Regions from separate parts of the Sus scrofa genome. Here region 1 is linked to region 2. The links are chromatin contacts, called in public Hi-C maps. All regions are on one chromosome and are shown on one strand. Each heading gives the region's core, a stretch centred on a gene start, on an enhancer-like site or on the middle of the called end of the contact. The rest is flanking DNA. Distances are from core to core; before and after follow the strand shown. Region 1 holds the start of EXOC2 (exocyst complex component 2). Region 2 holds the start of DUSP22 (dual specificity protein phosphatase 22).

Evidence for each region. Hi-C and Micro-C count contacts between places; a contact is called where the count stands out from the background.
Region 1: a Hi-C map of liver shows a contact between it and region 2, with 8 times the contacts expected there. The contact joins the promoter of EXOC2 here to the promoter of DUSP22 in region 2. A contact is called at or near these places in 1 of 47 Hi-C or Micro-C datasets (liver) and 1 of 2 datasets of contacts at active chromatin or transcription factors (alveolar macrophages).

What each region holds. Positions count from the first base shown.
Region 1 is chr7:339,913-344,918 of Sscrofa11.1, forward strand. It overlaps EXOC2 (exocyst complex component 2), which reads right to left and starts at 1,558. Exons shown (of 29, transcript XM_003128146.5): 1 at 1,142-1,558.
Region 2 is chr7:40,178-44,963 of Sscrofa11.1, forward strand. It overlaps DUSP22 (dual specificity protein phosphatase 22), which reads left to right and starts at 3,260. Exons shown (of 8, transcript XM_021100090.1): 1 at 3,260-3,510. The coding sequence starts at 3,490. It overlaps LOC106508466 (a long non-coding RNA gene), which reads right to left and starts at 4,499. Exons shown (of 4, transcript XR_002346219.1): 1 at 3,960-4,499.

The DNA.
Region 1 (5,006 bases), core at 308-2,807, 300 kb after region 2:
CGTTTCAGTACTAATTTCATTTCTCATCAGATTCATATATCCAGCTCTCAAATATTTGTGGAATGAATGAAAATTTAACTTTGGAGGTGAATAATCATCTTTAGAGAAGTATCATTTTCAAAATAATATTCAGTTCAGGAAATTAAGTACCTGAAAAGAAGAAAAAGTCACTTTCTGAAACTTCCAAGAGTTGTTCCAAGTTACATTGGGGGATCCGCTGTTTAAAATTACAGAGTTTCTACTTAACCAAACAGAAAGAACATTTAAGTACTAAGCCCACATCATCCTCTTTCTATTACCTCCTTTTGAGTCAACAACTTTTAACACAAATGTTCCTTGGGAAGCTTTTGGCTTCCAGTTCCTGTGTCGTTACACAAAGCCTGGCCAGAGTATAATCAAAATATTATTGTGCATTGGAAGAGGGGTCCACATGACCTCAACTAAAACTAGCTTTCACTATAGAGCACCCGAATGACTTAATTTAAATGTGGTTTTTACAATACTTTTTAAGTTTTCCTTGTAAGTTTACTCATTTTTTTAAACAAGTGACACACGTCTTCTTCAGCGACTAAGAAACGCTTTAGCGATTAAGAAAAGCTTCCTTCCATTCAGACAAGCTCTTTCGCGAACTGTTCCTTGCCCTTCTGGGCAGGCCCAGGCTGGAAGGAGAAAGAGAGCACAGGTTCGGATGCTCTCACTACGCTGCCTCCGCCGCTGCTAAACAATGAGTAACTGCCCGGCTTCACACTAGTTCCGTAACCACCCTGATCTAACGCTTCCTCGCCAGTGAAATGGGCACAACACAATCAATCTGTAAAAACAGTGACGGCACCCGGGAGAGCTCTCCAGTGGTGCAACCTAAGAAACAAGCAAAGCCTGCCTCTTCCTCGCTCTTCACCCGTAAATTCTCAAGCCTTGCGCAGTGACAGGTAAGGACGCAAGCAGGGCCAAGTGCAACCTCCCGCTGCGGGCCGGCACTCCCAAGGCCCACGCCGGGCTTCCAGGCAGGGCTCCGCGACGCCCGCAGGCGCCCCTCCGCACCGTAAGGGCTGCAGAGCGGCGCGAGGCCGACGGCGGTGGCTAGCCCTCCCGCCTGCACCCCCGGCGGGCCCTCAGCCAGGACCTCGGCCCCCACACCTACCTGCAGACAGGCAGGCACGGACCCAGCGCTCAAGCAGGAGACCCCGGGCCGAGGCCGCCCAGCCTTCAGCGCCCTCACTTCCGCCGCCGGAGCGCCGAAGGCGTCGATCCGCCGCGCAGTCGAGCGCCGAACGCCGGATGGCCGCGGTTTGGGGGCTGGATGGGGGCGGGAGTTGGGAGACCGGCGGGAGCGAAGGACCCGGCCGCGACTCCGACCCTCTGGAGCCCCGGGCTGACACTCGGGGACCGTGGCCTCGCGGCCCCCTGAGCGTGGGCACCGTTCGGGTTCAGCCGGCAGGCACCGCGGGGCGTTGGCCTCGAACACAGAAAGGCGCCCGTCCAGACCCAGCCAGAGGGAACGGGTTGCCTGACAGCGGACGGCCCCCCGCGGCCCGGCCGGAAGTGACGCGCCTCCCGGGGAAGCGGCGGAAGCGGAAGGGCCTGCGGTTTTCCGGCCTTTGGGTTGAGGGGGAAGAGCCGCGCGCCCGGTGTTCCGGAGTGAGCGGTGGCGAGCCCTGGCGGTGGCTGCTCCTGTGCCCCGCCGCTGCTCCTCTCCTCTCGGCTCTGCGCGTTACCCCAGCGCGTAGTCCCAGCGGACACCGGGCCTCGCGAATAGAGTAGCCGAAGGGGCAGCGATGGAGCTGCGCGCTGCGTGCGTCCTCTGGACGCCGAGGCCAAGGTGCTGCCGGTGGACGGTGGCTTCCCTCCCTGCAGTCAGCCAGCCATTGGGTGGCAAGGGAGTTGGCTCAGACCTAGATGCAGATGTGGGTTCGGCTTAGTCTTCCTGGCCTGCAAGGGCTCTGGCAAGCATCACTGCAGTTGCTCACAGTGTCTGATTTATCGTCATGGAATTTCCCCTTTAATCGCCTCGAGCAGGGACCCCCTTGAGAGTGAGTAGGGTTTGACAAAAGAGACAGTAACACAGGAGGCACAGTTTCTGCCCCAACATCACACACTCAGAAGCTGCCACCCTGGTAGAACATTAGAACGGCCTCAAAGGCACAGCTGTGGCTCTGGCTTGGGGTAACATTTTGCAGGGTTGCTATGCTGTTCTATGGGATGCAGGAGGTATTTTGAACCTTATAGCGTGTGATGCTTTGTCTGAAGTAGAACCCTGACACCTGCGGCAGCAAATGATGCTCTGCCAGGGGACAAAATGTTCCACTAAATCTAAAGACTCTTCTCATTCAGGAGGCAAGAATGACCTTTATAACCAGGAGGAAGTAGGGACAGGAAGGATTACTTCTGGGCACTCACTGGGCAGCTTTCCGTGCCTGGTGATATCAGCAACCTTGGCCTGATGGGGGCATGGCAACCAGGGGCTCAGACCCAAGAGGGACAAAAGTCTGGTCACATCATCAAGCAAGCAGTCTGGGTCAGCAAAAGTGCTGGTGGAAGGTGAGGGAGCCCAGAGGGAGTGACAGGAAGATGCTGAGGATCTCTATGGGCCCAAGACCAACTGCAGAGGAGCCCATAGCTCAGCCCATCACCACTCCTGATGTGGGTGTGACATCGGCATGAGGAGCCAGCGAGAGGGCCAGAGAACACAACAGCAGGGCCCACCAGAGCCCACCCACACCTGTCCTGCTCTCTGAAAGCTGCTTTCTGGGAAACCTGCTCCCTGTGCCTCGGGGCTTCCTTCCTGGACGCATGGTAACCCCAAAGCACCCGAGGGCTCCCTGGCTCAGAAGCAGGCTTCTGAGCAGAAGAGGGGCAGGGAGGTGGTGTAGAACTCCAGCTGCCTGGCTCCCCGTGGCTGTGAGGCATGGTACCCAGCGTGCCCAGAGGCTGGGCCCCAGTGCCCCACACCTCTTCTTGCTTCCTCCCCTTTCCTGCCGGGCACCCCCATCCCCTCCTGCTGTTTCCTAGTCTCACCTCCCAAGTTAACTACTAGCTTCAAAACCCTATCTCAGGGTCAGCTTCTAGGGGAATCCGACCTAGGATAGTCATTATCATAGGGAAAAAAAAGCAATATACATTCATTGTAATTTAAATATCTGTATGTGTTGAATTGCACACCTGTTAGAGAACTACATCCTGAGAAAAAGATATTTGGGACAAAGGCTCTGAGCTGTGGGACTTGGCGGACTTTGTTTTTCTCCCCTTTGCCTGGGAGGGAGTGATCCCCTGTGCAGCACCTCGGCTGTCCCAGAATTAAACACAGGGGGCGCCAGTCGGTGGCCTGCAGCACAGGTCGGCAGTGGTACCTGCCTCACAGTGAAACTGAACCCATTTCTCTCTCCTTTGGTCTCCGTGATGCGGTTCCCAAGCCAGGCGATCCTGCCGGTAGCCACTGTGAATGGCTCTTGAGGACCCAGATCTTTCCTGAATCCAAAAAAATGACATGTATGCTGTAGCTCTGAGACAGAAACACTCAGAAGAATGAGTCTTTTGCTAATATAAAAATTACTGGTAGTTTTGTTTTTGCTTTTGTTTTCTGAAATTCTGGTCCATGTTCTGAAGCCAGCTAGCAAATGTTAGTGGGCTACATGCAGAAGCCGGTAGCAAATGAAATCATTAAACCCAAGACCGCTGTAGTAGCTGTTGGGGCAGTTAAATATTGTACAGCTTTGTATTTTCAATTCTGCATCAAATTTCATTTGACCTAGAGAAGAAAAAATAACTTTGAAGCATAGATTTCCTCTGGTTTCAGTCTTAGCAAACACTACGACAGACATAGTTCCCTGTTCTGTAGATTTTTTTTTAATTAAGTGAACAGCTGACATGTTTCCTACTACATGGCGTATCAGTTTGTAATAGACCATAATTAGTATAGATTGTAATCCTCAGAACACGTGTCTTAGTGATGCTCTTTAACCATCTTTTGACAATTGTTTGATCTTTTGTTAACTCACAGATTCCAAGCCTCTTTCTGACGTTCCTGTTTGCATTGTTATAGATGCCACAGGGCCTAGAATAGCAGGTATTCAATACATGAGGTCAACCACCCAATAATAGCACCAGCCACCCCCTATAAATATAGTGTTTCCTTTTTTGCCTTCCGCCACTAAGTTGTAAGTTCCTTGAGGGGCCTGCCTTATTCACCCACGCCTCACACATAGTAGATGCTCAATAAATGCGTTGAATGAGAAACTAAAAGGACAATAATAACAATACAGTATGAAGTGGCAGAGTTGGAGGAGGTGACTGTTTCTAGGAGTCTGTTTCAAAATACGTTTAATGACCACTTAGAGGCAAAATGAGCCAGGCTAAATCTGTAAATTGACAACATATAAACTGTTGAGATGTTTCATGACTATTGCCCAACTTCGTGTTCTTCTTTAGAAGCTGTTCTGTTTTAAGATTGCAAGGACAGTTTTAAATCCTCCAAGGCTGTGATGGTTACGAGGCTATTTTAGCAATTCTCAGATTGGGTGAGGAATCTCGATACCCTGTACTCCTAGCAAATGCCTTTATGTGAATTTCAGCACCTATATTTCTTGTTAGCTTCAGAGCTTTGTATTTGCAAAGGCCTCAAAATAGTCAAATGTCTCCAAAGCAGGGTTCTTGTGTTTTACTGTTTACCTTCTATTTGCATATTTTGTTAAGAAAACTGTAAATAAAGCTGGGTCTACAGAAGGATATGGTGTTTCAACAATCTTAACTCAACCATATGGCCACGGCTGCCACCCAGCTCAGAGACGCAGCTGTGTTTATTTCGGGGTCTCTCTGGACCGTCTGTAGGTGGTCTGGAAAAGAGCAGAGAAATTGAGGAGAGTCACTGGCCGCCAGAGAGACGTGACTGGAGCCTGGAGAAGGGGCTGGTCAGGGGGGGCTCATCCCAGCACAAGGGATCTCCCTTCCCTGTGGACCCCGCCCAGCTGTGATCTCCAGGCTGGGACTTTGAGCCTCTTTATGTTGCAAAC
Region 2 (4,786 bases), core at 2,010-4,509:
GCCTGAGGGAATGCCACTGGCATATAGTCACAGAGGCCAGGGTACTGCTAAACACCCTGCAATGCACAGGACAGCTCCACAGCAACAACAACAACAACAAGAATCTAGTCCCAAATGTCAACAGTGCTGAGGTTGAGACACTCGGGATTACAGCTACATTCTAAAGGCCAAGGAAAACTACTTCACTTCGCACTAGAGTTACCTTAATTCTCTGAATTATCAGCAACACCCCTAATGACTGGGCTGTCTCTACCAGTTGAACTTCTGCTTGTGGGCCTTTACACAGTCCCACCTTAAAGTTCAAAGTGATTACTCACTAAAGGCATCACTGACTGGTTATCCTTAACCACATGCGTATGGTCCCAGTTGGCCCACACTGACTAGTAACCATTCCTCCCTGTGCACACAGGAAAGCCTTATTTGTTTGGGAGTTGCTGCCAAAATGCATTGTGCTGGCTGTGCAGAGACAGCAAAACAGAAGAAAGGAAAGTAGAAGTAGAAATCTGATGTGGAGTGAAATCCCACCAGGCTGATGATGCCTTACCAACTTCACGAATACGAAAGAATGCAAGTGAATAGATTCTACTTTAACCACGAAGCCTGCCAGCTGTGTCTAGGAGCCGTCCTCCTTCTCTTCCTTCCATAGTCAGGAGCTATAAAGAATAAAAGGAGGAAGACAAGAAAGAGCTTGGAATGAGCATGTCACCTGCTCAGCATGGCGGCTGAACCTGAAAATCTCTGAGGTGGCGCTATGAAAATGAAAAGAGAAAACCAGGACACGTCAAAATGGATCAGACTATGTCTCTTCATTTTCTTTATTCACAGAATCACAAGACATGACAGACTGATAATTGTGATGCAGGGAAGTGGGGTCAGGTTCAAGGACAGGGCGGAGGGAAGTGCGGGCAGAGAGTATCTTGTGGAACTTTCTCTGGCACACACACACAGAGCAGGAAATAATTAAATCTGACTCTTCTGACTCCTGGTGCTAATGGTCTCACTTGTTCACGTTTTACAAAAAAGCAGAATGTGAAATGAACTCTGGGCTTGTGAATCTTGCAGGGCCACATTCTGAATGCAGGCGACTCTGGCTGCTAGGGCACAGCCACAGCTGGTGCTGAGCTTAGGAGAGACTGTTTTGCAGATGATCTGAGCTAGAAAAATCCATTTATAAGAAATGAATAAGACAAAAGAAATGCTTCAAGTGGATCGCAGAAGAAAAATGGGTATGGATCTTCCATTTATGGGCAAATACTAACTTATGAATTGGCTGCATTCTCAAAAGTTCATCTGACTACTGAAAGCAACAATAGCACAAGTACAAGAGGGAAATAACAGTGGTTCACTGACTGCAGCATAGGACCTTTGAAAATTCACAGTCCAAAGGTTTAAGGAGGAAAAAAATGGTTAATGGTTCAGAAAAACTGATCATCTTCCCCAGTATCACTCTGTGATTTAAGAACAGAGGTTGGTCTTGGGGTTCCCCAGGCAGTCCACTAACCGCACGCTGTGGGCCAGAAGCAGCTAGGCAGTAAAGCAGTGATGGTGGAGGCAGAGGAGGAGGAGGTGGGCTGCCCAGGTGACTTGGAGGGGGAGGGAAAAGAGGAAGTAAAGACGGTAGGGAAGGAACACCTCCCCAGAACCAAAGGGTATGACGGGTGCTTTCTGGTCTGGCTCTGCTCTTACCTACCAGGAACAATGTGGGTGAACACTGGGGGGGGGGGGGTGCTTCCTACACGTGGGGCTTTGGTACCTGCTGTTGCCCAGAAGACATCAACAAGGAGGAAAATGACCGAAATGGATTCTGCCAGCTCTTTTCAAAATGTCACCCTTCCTCACAGTCTTGCTGCTGTTTTCTCAGCCTCTGGAACTTGTTAATTTATTCTACAAATATTTGCTGAATACCTATTTTGCGCCGGGCACTGTCCCTAGCCATGTGGCTATAGCATCGAATGAGACAGACAGGGTCCTTTCCCTCTGAAGGTGGCGTTCTTGTGAGACAGATAAAAAATAAGCCAATAAATAGAATAATGTCCAATAATGTTAAGTGCTATGAAGAAAACAATGCAGAGTAATATGATAGTGACTGGAAGGCCTCCTTTCAATTGGGCGGTCAGGAAAAGCCTCTTTGACAAGGTGACATGTGGGCTGAGACCTGCAAGAGTCAGCTTGGTAAAGAGCCAGGGACTGAGATGGCTAGGTACAGCGCACCGCCCACACAAAGGTTCAAGCGCAAGATCGAGTGATCCAGCGACCAAGGGTGGCAGGTTCAAGGAACACGCAGAAAGCCTGTGTGGCTGCGACTGAAGAGGAAGGCGGAGCAGATGACGTGAGGTCGTGGGGTGAGCCCGGCCGTATCAGAATGATGCGTTTGTTCACTTAAACAATTACCAAGCGCCCACTACGAACAGGGCACGCTGAGGACATGAAAATGAAACAGCGAAAGCCCTACTTCAAGGATTCTGTCCACGAGAAGGAGTCAATGAGGGTGACAGACTACTGACACAATTCTGCTACAGGTTAGACAGTACTCCATCCAGGCAGAACCCCAATGCAGACACTGCCATGCTGCTTAGCAAGGAAAGGGGCTTTCCAGAAGCAGCTCCGTCAACACTCCCAGGCACCTACCAGAGCCAGTTTATAATCAGAAGGGGGCACACTAGACGTCCACAGTCACGGTATGAGGGCTGAGTCCGGACAGCTGCTCTGCCAGGTTGGGGAGGTTAGGTCATCCCAGAGATGAGTCACCGAGCCCACCTTTCTCCACCGGCGAGCCTTCTCGGTCTTCGTGGGTGGGGCAGGGCCGCAGGAATCCCCCCACCCTGCCTAAATCGGTCGCACTCAGAAAACCCAGGCAGGGGAGCCGCAAGACCAGGCTCCGGGGTTAGCACCTGATTCACCCAGGCAGTCAAGGCAGGGCGGCGACTGCTGGTAACAGGCCCCCGGCCGCCCCGGGGAAAGGCCTCCGGGAGTTTTGGTGACCCCGACGGGGGTGAGGGGGCGGCTCGCGACACGCCCCGCTGGGTAGGGGCTGCGCCTGCGTGACCACCGGCGCCGCCCTGCCTCCGAGCCCATCGGGCGGCCGCGGCCGGGGCGGGGGCGCGGGCGCGCGTGCGCCGAGGAGCCGCGGTCCCGGCCCTGCCTCCCGGCCCGGCCCCCAGGCCCCGCGTCTGCCAGCCCCGGGGGGTCGCGGGCGGGCGCCCGGCTGGCTGGGGGAGGGGGCGCGCGGCCGCGTCCCGCCCGCCGGGGCTCGGGTGCCTCTGCCCGGCGGCCGGGAAGGCGGGGGCGGCGGGCGGGAGCGTGGGAGCGGGGGCCGGAGCGGAAGGGCCGCGGGGCCCGGGCGTCCCCGGCGGTCCCGGCCCTTGGCGTTGTTTCCGCGGCGGGCGCGGCCGCCCTCCCCGCCGCCGCCTGCGCCTCCCCGCCCCGCGCCGACATGCCCTCAGTGCGCCTGCCGCCGCCGCGCCCGCGCTGCTAGACCGTGCGGCCGCCATGGGCAATGGGATGAACAAGGTAACGCGACTCCCCTTCGGGCCCCTCGGCCTCCGCCGCCCGGCCTCCCCGCGCGGGGCTCTGCCGGCCGGCAGCCCGCCGCGTCCCGTCCGCGCCCGGACCCCGCAAGGGCGGGGTCGCCGCGTCTGGCTGTGTCGCCGAGGCCCCTCCCGGCCCCTCGGCTTCCGGCCGAGCGGCGCTTGCGGCTGAGAACCAGCCTTGCCCTTTACCAGCGTCGAGCCGGCTGAGCTCAGAAGGGCTGTGGTTTCTCCCTTCTGTCCCCTCCCCTTCACCCCCAAACTCGGCTCTTGAAGCATCACCACCCACATTACCAAACTGCAGCAGATGAGTGTCTTCCGTAATTTCCTCTTCCCAGGTTTTTTTTTGTTTTTTTACCATGTGCACAGATAACTTTTTCTCGTGCACAGAAAACTTGGCCGAAGCCTAAATCCTGAGGTGCTTTTAATTACCTGGGGGTGGGGCGAGAGAACAGATCCAGAGCTGACTTATATCAGGTTATGTGGCTTCTTCAGCAAGGCGACCTGTCGGCTGGCCGCTTGTGCAGACTGTGCCTTCTAGAAAATCCGGTTGCTCTCTTTCCTTTGGCTCTGCAGAGCCCCAGACCCTTCTTCCCAGGCTGTGGGATCGTCTGGGTCTCCTGTCAGTGTACCAGTACCAGATTCCAGCTCTTGCAGTTGAGAGTTGCCTGGGGTGTGTTTATGTCGTACACAAGGTTGGGGGTTTTGCGATCTGGTGCCGCCGGCTTGAAGAGAAGACTTTCAACTCTTGAAAAAAAGCCCTTAGCAAAACCAGGGCCTCCTCTCAAGCCCTTGAAATGGTACTGAATCAGAGATTAGTTTCTGGTCTTCTGTTTCTCTTCCCCCTCTTTTCCCCTCGCCCCGCTTCTGAATGCGTTTCTGCTTTCCTGTTTGATGGGTTAAAGCTGATTTGTCCCGGCGCTGGGGTCCACAGAGGCGTGGGTCTTTCAGCTGGAGTGTTCTGTTGGCAGTGGAGCAAGGTAGAAAAGGTGCAGCAGGGGGAATCCTTGAACCTGCTTAACTCTTTACCTGCCCGCATCAAGTTCAGTCCTGGGGGCAGGGATCAAGTTTGTTGAGACTGTCTCTCTCGGATAAATAATTGCATCGAGCCCCCATTAGCCACGGGAATCCATTAGCACCGGGAACTTCTGCTTTTCACCTGAAAACAATAAAGGGGCTTCCACGGGTTTGTGGGCTCTGTTTGCCATTAACTGTGGCCTTACCTTAGCTTTCCTTTGGCTCTTTGTAGTCTACAGTTT